2 separate regions of the Mus musculus genome follow, and region 2 is linked to region 1. A link is a contact called in public promoter capture Hi-C data. All regions are on one chromosome and are shown on one strand. The core of a region is the stretch at or near the end of the contact, and the rest is flanking DNA. Distances in the headings are between cores, read along the strand shown. Region 1 holds the start of Boll (boule homolog, RNA binding protein). Region 2 has its middle 33 kb from the start of Gm32949.

Region 1 (3,816 bases), core at 668-3,167:
ATTCAGATGTCTTGAGGACTTGTTGAGGTTTGGTTTGTTGCTATGTACTGTAATACTAAATACCGGCTATGGTTGACTCAGGGACAAGAGATGCTTTATGGCCTTACTCTTTGATTTAAAACTACTGGCTGAATAAGGATGCTGACAGCCTATAGATAGGAAGAAGAGAGGTAGGTGGGGTTTCAATTCTTGGGCTTGGGGTTGGAGAAGGAATATGAGTATGAAGGAGAGAGAGAGATAAGACAGCATGAGGTATGTGAATCATGAAAACATGGTCATGAGGGCTGGTCATTTGGAGCTAAGAGCTATCCAAATGAAACATGGCAAGCTATAACTTGGGATATTTGATAGGGAAGTGGATACTAATACCGTAGAGGGTATTAGTAACTGCCCAGCTCTAGTATATAAGGTTTGTCATAAATGTAAAGAGTTTTCGTCTTTTATCTGGGAACTGAATGATCATAGTTGGAGAAGAGACCCCAGTTGAGTTTAAATATTTTGGCAACAAGGACTAATGTCTGAACTTTGCCTTCCAGCAGCATATCCCATTATGAGCATAAGAACTGTACTGTCTACTAAGTTGATCCAATATAATTTTGTGTGATTCAGCCAAGTATTTTTTAAGTTCCTTTTGGATAAGAAGTAAAAGAGGAGCTGAACTGAGGAGTGTAGCTATCTTCCCTAACACAGTCACTGTTCCCTCAAGTTTGTTCATTATGTCAGACCAAGTATTTCCTGTGACAAGTGGCCTTTTTAGAAGATGCTCCCTTCAAAAGTAACTATTCTAGTAGGAAAGAAAAAGACTTCAGAAGAAAAGAGCACTAATCAAATAATAATCAAATCCTTAGTTACAACTGGAGGGATAGAATGCCCAAAAATCAATTCTAGAATATGTACTTAAATCTGAATACACATCTGTGTATTATTCCTTTTCCACAGAAACTCAAACCTGAGAAAATGAGTTTAAATTGTATGCAGAAAAGTATTCCAACTGCTAGGATGCTTCTACAATTAACAAAAATTGTTTCCCATCTTATTTTTGGTAAATAACTAAGCTTTTGGATATTTATTCTTGATAACTAACCTTTGGACATATTAACATTAATATTGTTGCTGCTTACTCTGAGGACAAGTTATGTAACTTTTTACAGTTGCTGATACTGATCTGATGGCTTAAAGCCCTTAAAAGCCAGCCCATTGAGATGAAGAATCGGGGTTGCAGAGCGCTAGGGTTAAAGCTACAGCTTTAGACTTTGACCCAAGTATTTAGCCACCTATTTACAGTAGAAATGACCATAAAGCACTGCACCGGAAACAAGATATGTGTATGATGGATAGTTGCTTATAATAATGACAGTCCTTATTACATGAATTTATCTAACAGAAATTACATACTACTTAAGAGAGAAGGTAGGCTCTCAGGCACTTTTTAAAAAGTCCTTGCAAAGGAGTCTTTGAACGGAGTTCCCAAAGCTATGGGGCCAAGTCTAATGAAGCTGGTTCCCTTCCCTTAGGCTCTCTCCTACTTTTATTTTATTTGCTTGTTTGTTCTTTTATGGGAGAGTGGGGGTGGGAGGGAGAGAGGGAGGGAGGGAGGGAGGGAGGGAGGGAGGGAGGGAGGGAGGGAGACAAGGTCTCACTGTGTAGCCCTTAAACTAACTATCCTTGAACTCGGTATATAGACCAAGCTGACCCTGAACTCAGAAATCCTCCTACTCTGCCTCCCAAGTGCTGAGATGAAATATGCATTATTAGCCAGGAGCGCAGGGCAGCTAGCCTACCAGGGGCCTGAACTGCGCTGCCCCGCCCTCCCTGGCAGGGATGAGTGACAGCGACAGCGACAGGTGCTGAGAGCAGAGGCGTCCGCTGCTTCTGTGTGTGGCGCCCGGAAGGGGGAGCAGAGTTTGCACGTGGGAACTTGTCTTCCTGTCTTCGAGCCAGCTTTCGGAAGTCCCCAGAGGCCACTCTCTGTAGTAGACCCTAGAGGTCGGCCCTCCAGGGCAGGGAAGGCTCGCCGCTCTTGCCTTCCGCGGCGCGTTCCCCTCCGCTCGCAGTGCTCGCGTCCGTCCGTCCAGCCGTCCGTCCTGCCGCCGCTGGCAGTCGCGGTGCGCGCCGTCCGTGCCGCCGCCCCGGCGGCCCCGGGACTTGCGCACAGCGCCACCGCCACCGCCGCCGCGCAGCCCGCCTCCCCCGCCCCCACAGGGCAGCTCGCCCGGCTCGGAGACTGCGCCACTGCAGCCGCCGCCGTCGCCGCCAGGGGGAGCGAGTCCCCGACGGGAGACGCGCCGGCTCGCTTCCTGCGAACGCGCCTTCCAACTTGAGCTTCCCGCGAACTCCGGAGATTAGAAAGATGGAGACCGAGTCCCGGGCGGTGAGTGCTGAGGGCCGGCCGGACTCTGCGCGGCCCGGCTTCGGACGGGCTGGAAAGAGTGGACTTTGGAGTCGAAAGCCTTGCTGTGGGGTTGGGAAGGAACGCGCCGCGGGAGGGCAGCGGGCAGCCCCGCTGAGGAGAGCGGCCCCTCGGGCTGTGTGAGAAGGGGCGCTGGGGGTGGGGGAGGCGGCGCTGGCCCTCGGTGGGGCGGACGGGCAGCTCGGGGGAAACGGCCATCGGCCAAACATGCCTAGCGAGCGGCCGCCCTCAAGTGTTCCCGCCCGGACGGCGGCGCCCTCGACGGCTCGCCCTTTTCAGGACACGTTCTCGCGGGCACGAGTTGCGCGGCCGTCGTCGACGCCCCGACCCGGGGCAAGGCCTGAGCCCGGGAAGGCCTGAGCTACGCGCGCTGCCCTGTCAGGCCTGGGCCCGGCTGGGGCCTAGGGGCCCCCACCGCCCCCGCCCTCCCAGTGCAGCCTGGTAACGTGCCGCGCCCCGCCCCGTGCCCGGCCGCCAGCCAATCAGCATGCGCCCACGCAAGGCCGCGGCCCCGCCTTGCACGAGGCGGCCAGCGCGTGGTAGGTGCCGTTGAGGGTTCCCGCCACCGCTGCTGGCGGGTTTGCCTGACAAAATTTCTCGCTGGCTGGCCTTCTTTTCCCTCCCGCACTTTGGTGGGGAGGGGGGAGACCCTCGTGTCGGTGTCCCGGTCCACGATGACCCGAGAGAACCCGAGGACGTTGTCAATCCGGCCATTTGCCCCATCGCCTCAGCCTGCTGGCCTCCGAGGGGAAGGAGCACCGAGGCGGTGACTGCGACGGTTAGCCCACCTCTTCCTTTGTCTTTGCAAAGATGATCCATCTCGAGGTCGAGGTTAAGCCTCAGAGGAGACGGCACTAGGGCCATGTTACCTTGGAAGAGCATCTTAAGAAACTCGTTGGTGGTCGAGCTTTACGGGGAAGCAGAGGGTCCAGACTAAGGATCCTGGAGCAGGCAGCCTCCTAGCTCCATGCTTTCAAATGGTTGACAGTGGGAGGTTCCCTCTCCTCAAATTCAGTGCTAACCTCGAAGGAACTTGATGTTACCTCTGTCAGAGCCTTGTTGCCTCTAACCATAAAATGGGTTCTAGAATGTTACTGATACTTCGGTCCTTACCCAAATGTTGACCAAGTACCAAGCAGGTCTCTCCTGAAACCTGGTTTATACAGTCAACAGATAGATAGGCACTGAACACTTGCTATGCGATGTTTCTGTTTTGCATGTCGCAGTGAGTTAAAAAAAAAATAGGCAAGCATCCTGTCTTCATGAATATTACAGCATAGTAATATATTACAGGTATATATGTGGTATCTTAGAAAATAAGAAAGAAAGCCATAACATCCACACTGGAGCCTTAAAAACAGGGACTGAAGTGATTTGGTTGTTTTAAAATCATTTTCTCAGTGTTT
Region 2 (3,816 bases), core at 778-3,277, 490 kb before region 1:
CAAATACCAATCAACAACTGCATGCAGTATTTTTCAAAAAGTTGAAATTACACTTTCCAGGATTGTAAATAGGTACAATAGAATTATGCAAGACTGGAAAGGGGGCTGAAATGATGGTCACAGAAGTCTGGAGATTTGTTATTTCATATCACCTGTGGCAACAGATGTAGTGTAGCAGAAAACAGGAAAATCAGCAAGCTGGGATTAAGATGGGGATTGTCTCAAATCCCAAGCTTGTGTTGCGAGCCATAGATGCAGATGTTTATTAGCTGAAAAACATTAAAAGAGCTCCATGTGGGTCTTGTCTGGGGTTGTAATATGATATTCATTACACTGGTGATTTTTCTGGGTCTGAGTTTCTGAGGCTCATGGCCAGGGCAAGAGTGTGGTTGAATATTTAGGTCAATTCTTCAAGGACAGAGGATGGTCACATGAGACCTGAGACTGATCATCTAGCTCCAACTTAACATTTGAGACAAGAGGACAGAAAGTTGACTCACTGACAGAGCTGAAGGCAGAAAAGAAAGGTGTAGTGGGTTGGCCTAATGCTGGTTGTATTCTAATGCTAATTTGGTGACCACAAGACTGGTTGTCCCAGAAGAGAGAGGCCTCCTGTAAGATGCTGAGTGACCCTCCCTAAGGTTATTTCTGATTGGTAAATAAAGATGCCAACAGTCAATAGCTGGGCAGAAGGGGGATTTAGGCGTATAGGTGGGGTTTAGGTTTCAAGGGCTTGGGGTCTGAAGAGGATCAAGAGAGGAAGAAGGTGCAGGAGAGGAAGAAGAAGGATCAGGAGAGGAAGATGGGGGAGCCACCATGGGTTAGGTGTCAAGAGAGCATGGCCCTGAGGGTGCCCAGTTGGAGTTAAGAGCAGCCCAGATGGAAAACAGTAAATAGTAAATAATTCAGGGTTATCAATAGAAAAGAAGATTCTTACAGCACAGAGGATAGGCAGCTGCCCAGCTATTGTGCTGCCAAAGGCTTATTACAAATATAAAGGCTATGTGTGTTTTTTAATTCAGGAACTCAATGACAAAAGTTAGGTTAGAAGCCCCGGGCCAGAATTTAAATACTTACTACAATAAAAAGTCTTTCTCTAAGGCAGTTTGGAGCACAGTTAGGGTCAAGTCCAGGAATATTCCATAATCCCCAGTCCCGTTCTTTCCTCTGACCTCCTTTTTGGGCACCAGAAACTATTCAGTCGATCAGTGTGAGTTGTTGGGGGGCGGGGGGATCGCTTTATTCCCCAAATCAGCTAGTCTTGCTTCACATCAACCACTGAACAGTCTCATGGAAATTATGAAATGACCTTTGTAAAGCTATGTTTGCTGTAATATTTCTATCCATGTGAAACTATATAGCTGTTGTCATCTTAACATGTTCCCATGGTTCAGAATCACCACGTTAACAGCCAGGTCCCCAAAGAAGGCTTGGCAATGGTTCTGGTGCCTGATCATACCCAGCTGAATACTGTGTTTTCTTTTCCTTCTATAGGAGCTGCACTGTGACTTTTCCCCTCACTGATTTCAGTCCATGTCCGTCATTTATCAAGATCAAGTTGCATTTTAAGAACAACTCATAACTGTTTTTAATTCCTCCCCGATTTCTATCACTTGCAGATGCATTCCATTAAAAACTCTTTCCACTTTCACCTCCAAGTGCTTTGGAAACACGCGGGGAAAATGGAAACAGACATTCAACCATATGCGTGTCGGGAACATTCTCACATGCTGCAGCAAATGAGGTAGGACAGTTTGAAAGGACTCATTTCTCACTGGGAGAACATTTTAGGTAGCGTGGCTTTTTGCCCTGTCTTCCTAACATTCCCAGACATGTTACAGATTGAGGCAGGAGAGAGGAAGATTTCCTGGGGGTTCTAGTAACTAAACGTTTTCCCTGGGAACAAATTTGGCCACATTCTCTCCCACAGGAATCCTTCTTTTGAGAGGACTCGATGGCTCTATAACACGGTGCTTTAATCAACATTAGGGAGCTGTGTCCCTTTAGACTGCCTCAGCAGCTTGTGTGGAACTCCACTCAGAGTGGGGCAAGCCAGCTGGCAGCCGTGCCAAGCCTTCTTCTGGATCTCCATTAACTTGTTGATTTGATAACCTCACTAATTCATTTGACTGATTAACTTATGTCTTCACTTATGTAAATAACTGCAGAGTCTAATACACATTAAGTCTTCCATGGCTTGGGGCTTTCAGGATCTATGCTAGCTGCTCATACCATGAAAACCTCCCTGTGCTCCATGCCTTGTGTGTTTCAATGCTTTTTCCTCACTGGTGTGGTTGCATCTCTTGAAAGGAAAGACAGTGGATAGGCAAGCCAGCACTTGTGATTTACTAGCTCCGGTATGTTGGAACTTAGCAGGCTAAGTGGTAAAGGATGTTAGGCCTGAGTTCCTGCCACGACAGAAGATTGGAAGGAGAGTAGAGAAAAACCAGAGCATCCTGCCTGACCGATAAAATCTGATGCTCAGAAGCAGGACTTTCAGGTGGAGGATTGAATAGCTTGGAGCCCATGGCCTGCCCTACCCCAACTAAGCAGTAGGACAATCTGAAACATCCTTTAAGGGTACCATTTAAAGCCTTACTTTATGGGTAGAATCCTGGGGAAATTTGAGGGAAATGATTGGGTCTCTCCATCTGTAAGACCTCAAAACAAAACACATTGCACAGAAGTGAGCTCACAGAACCCACCAAGTATGAACAAGTGTGTCACTGGGCTGGGTTTGAAGGTTTCCAATGTTCAAGCCAGGCAATGTTCAAGTTGGTGTCTCTTTCTTCCTTCAGTGCCTTGCATAGGAGACAGAAATGTACATGATGTGTGGGGACCTTGTAAGCTCCATGGAAAATGCTGTGATGGAGTCTCAAGAGGAAACCAGTGCATCCCCAGGCAATGAAACAGAACGCAATAGGATAGAGTGGCAGTCAGCATGGATGGGTCTTGCATTCCTCGTAAAGGGTTACAAACCCTCATGATGGATCACAGTATAAATTGCATGAGGACTCTGTGAATCTGGCACCTATCAAGTTGTCTTAGTCAATGTTCTATTGCTGTGAAAAGACACAATGATCACAGCAACTGTTATTGAAAACAAAACAAAACAAAACAAAACAAAACAAAACAAAACATTTACCAATACCATCATGGCAGGAAGCATGGCAGCACACAGGCAGACTTGGTGTTGGGGAGCAGAAAGTTCTACATCCAGATAGGCAGGCATCAAGAAGAGAGAGACACTGAGCCTGACTTGAATAATCAAAACCTTCAAGTCCAACCCAGTGACACACTTGCTCCAACAAATATACATCTACTCCAACAAGGACTCCTCTCCTAATGCCATTCCTGAAGCATTCAACTCTATGGCCCTATGAGATCCATTCTTATTAAAACCACCATATTCCACTCACTAGCCCCCATAGGCTTCAATACAGAAATCTGTTCAGTCCAACTTCAGAAAGTCCCCATAATCTATTACAGTCTCAAGTTCAAAGTCTCTTATGAGACTCATGGTGACCTCGTAACTGTGACCCCTTGTAAAATCAAAACCAAAAAGCAAATCACATACTTACAACATACAATGGCAAAGGATATGTATTACTATTCCAAAATAGAGTAAAGGGGTAATAGGAAATACTGGACCAAAGTGAGACCAAAAACCAACCATGCAAATTCCAAACTCTGCATCTTCATCTCTAATGTCAAATTGCTCTTCAGATCTCCCACTCCTTTCAGCTTTGTTGACTGCAACATTCTTCTTCTCCTTCTTCTTCTTCTTCTTCTTCTTCTTCTTCTTCTTCTTCTTCT

Evidence for each region. Promoter capture Hi-C pulls out the DNA fragments that hold promoters and counts their contacts.
Region 2: a promoter capture Hi-C map of liver shows a contact between it and region 1, with 5 times the contacts expected there. The contact joins the enhancer-like site here to the promoter of Boll in region 1. A contact is called at or near these places in 11 of 39 promoter capture datasets (the 3T3-L1 cell line, 3T3-L1-derived adipocytes, the C10 cell line and 8 more), 1 of 484 Hi-C or Micro-C datasets (bone marrow-derived macrophages) and 2 of 9 other capture datasets (adipose tissue and liver).

Annotation. Positions count from the first base shown.
Region 1 is chr1:55,361,854-55,365,669 of GRCm38.p6, reverse strand. It overlaps Boll (boule homolog, RNA binding protein), which reads left to right and starts at 1,917. Exons shown (of 11, transcript NM_001368767.1): 1 at 1,917-2,371. The coding sequence starts at 2,351.
Region 2 is chr1:55,853,387-55,857,202 of GRCm38.p6, reverse strand. No RefSeq gene overlaps it. Among named protein-coding and RNA genes, the nearest start is that of Gm32949, 33 kb to the left of the region's middle. Within about 2 kb of position 2,027, at least 5 of the 459 cell types and tissues checked have an H3K27ac peak or open chromatin away from gene starts, as enhancers often do. A contact at or near this core is called in 3T3-L1-derived adipocytes, where this site is marked.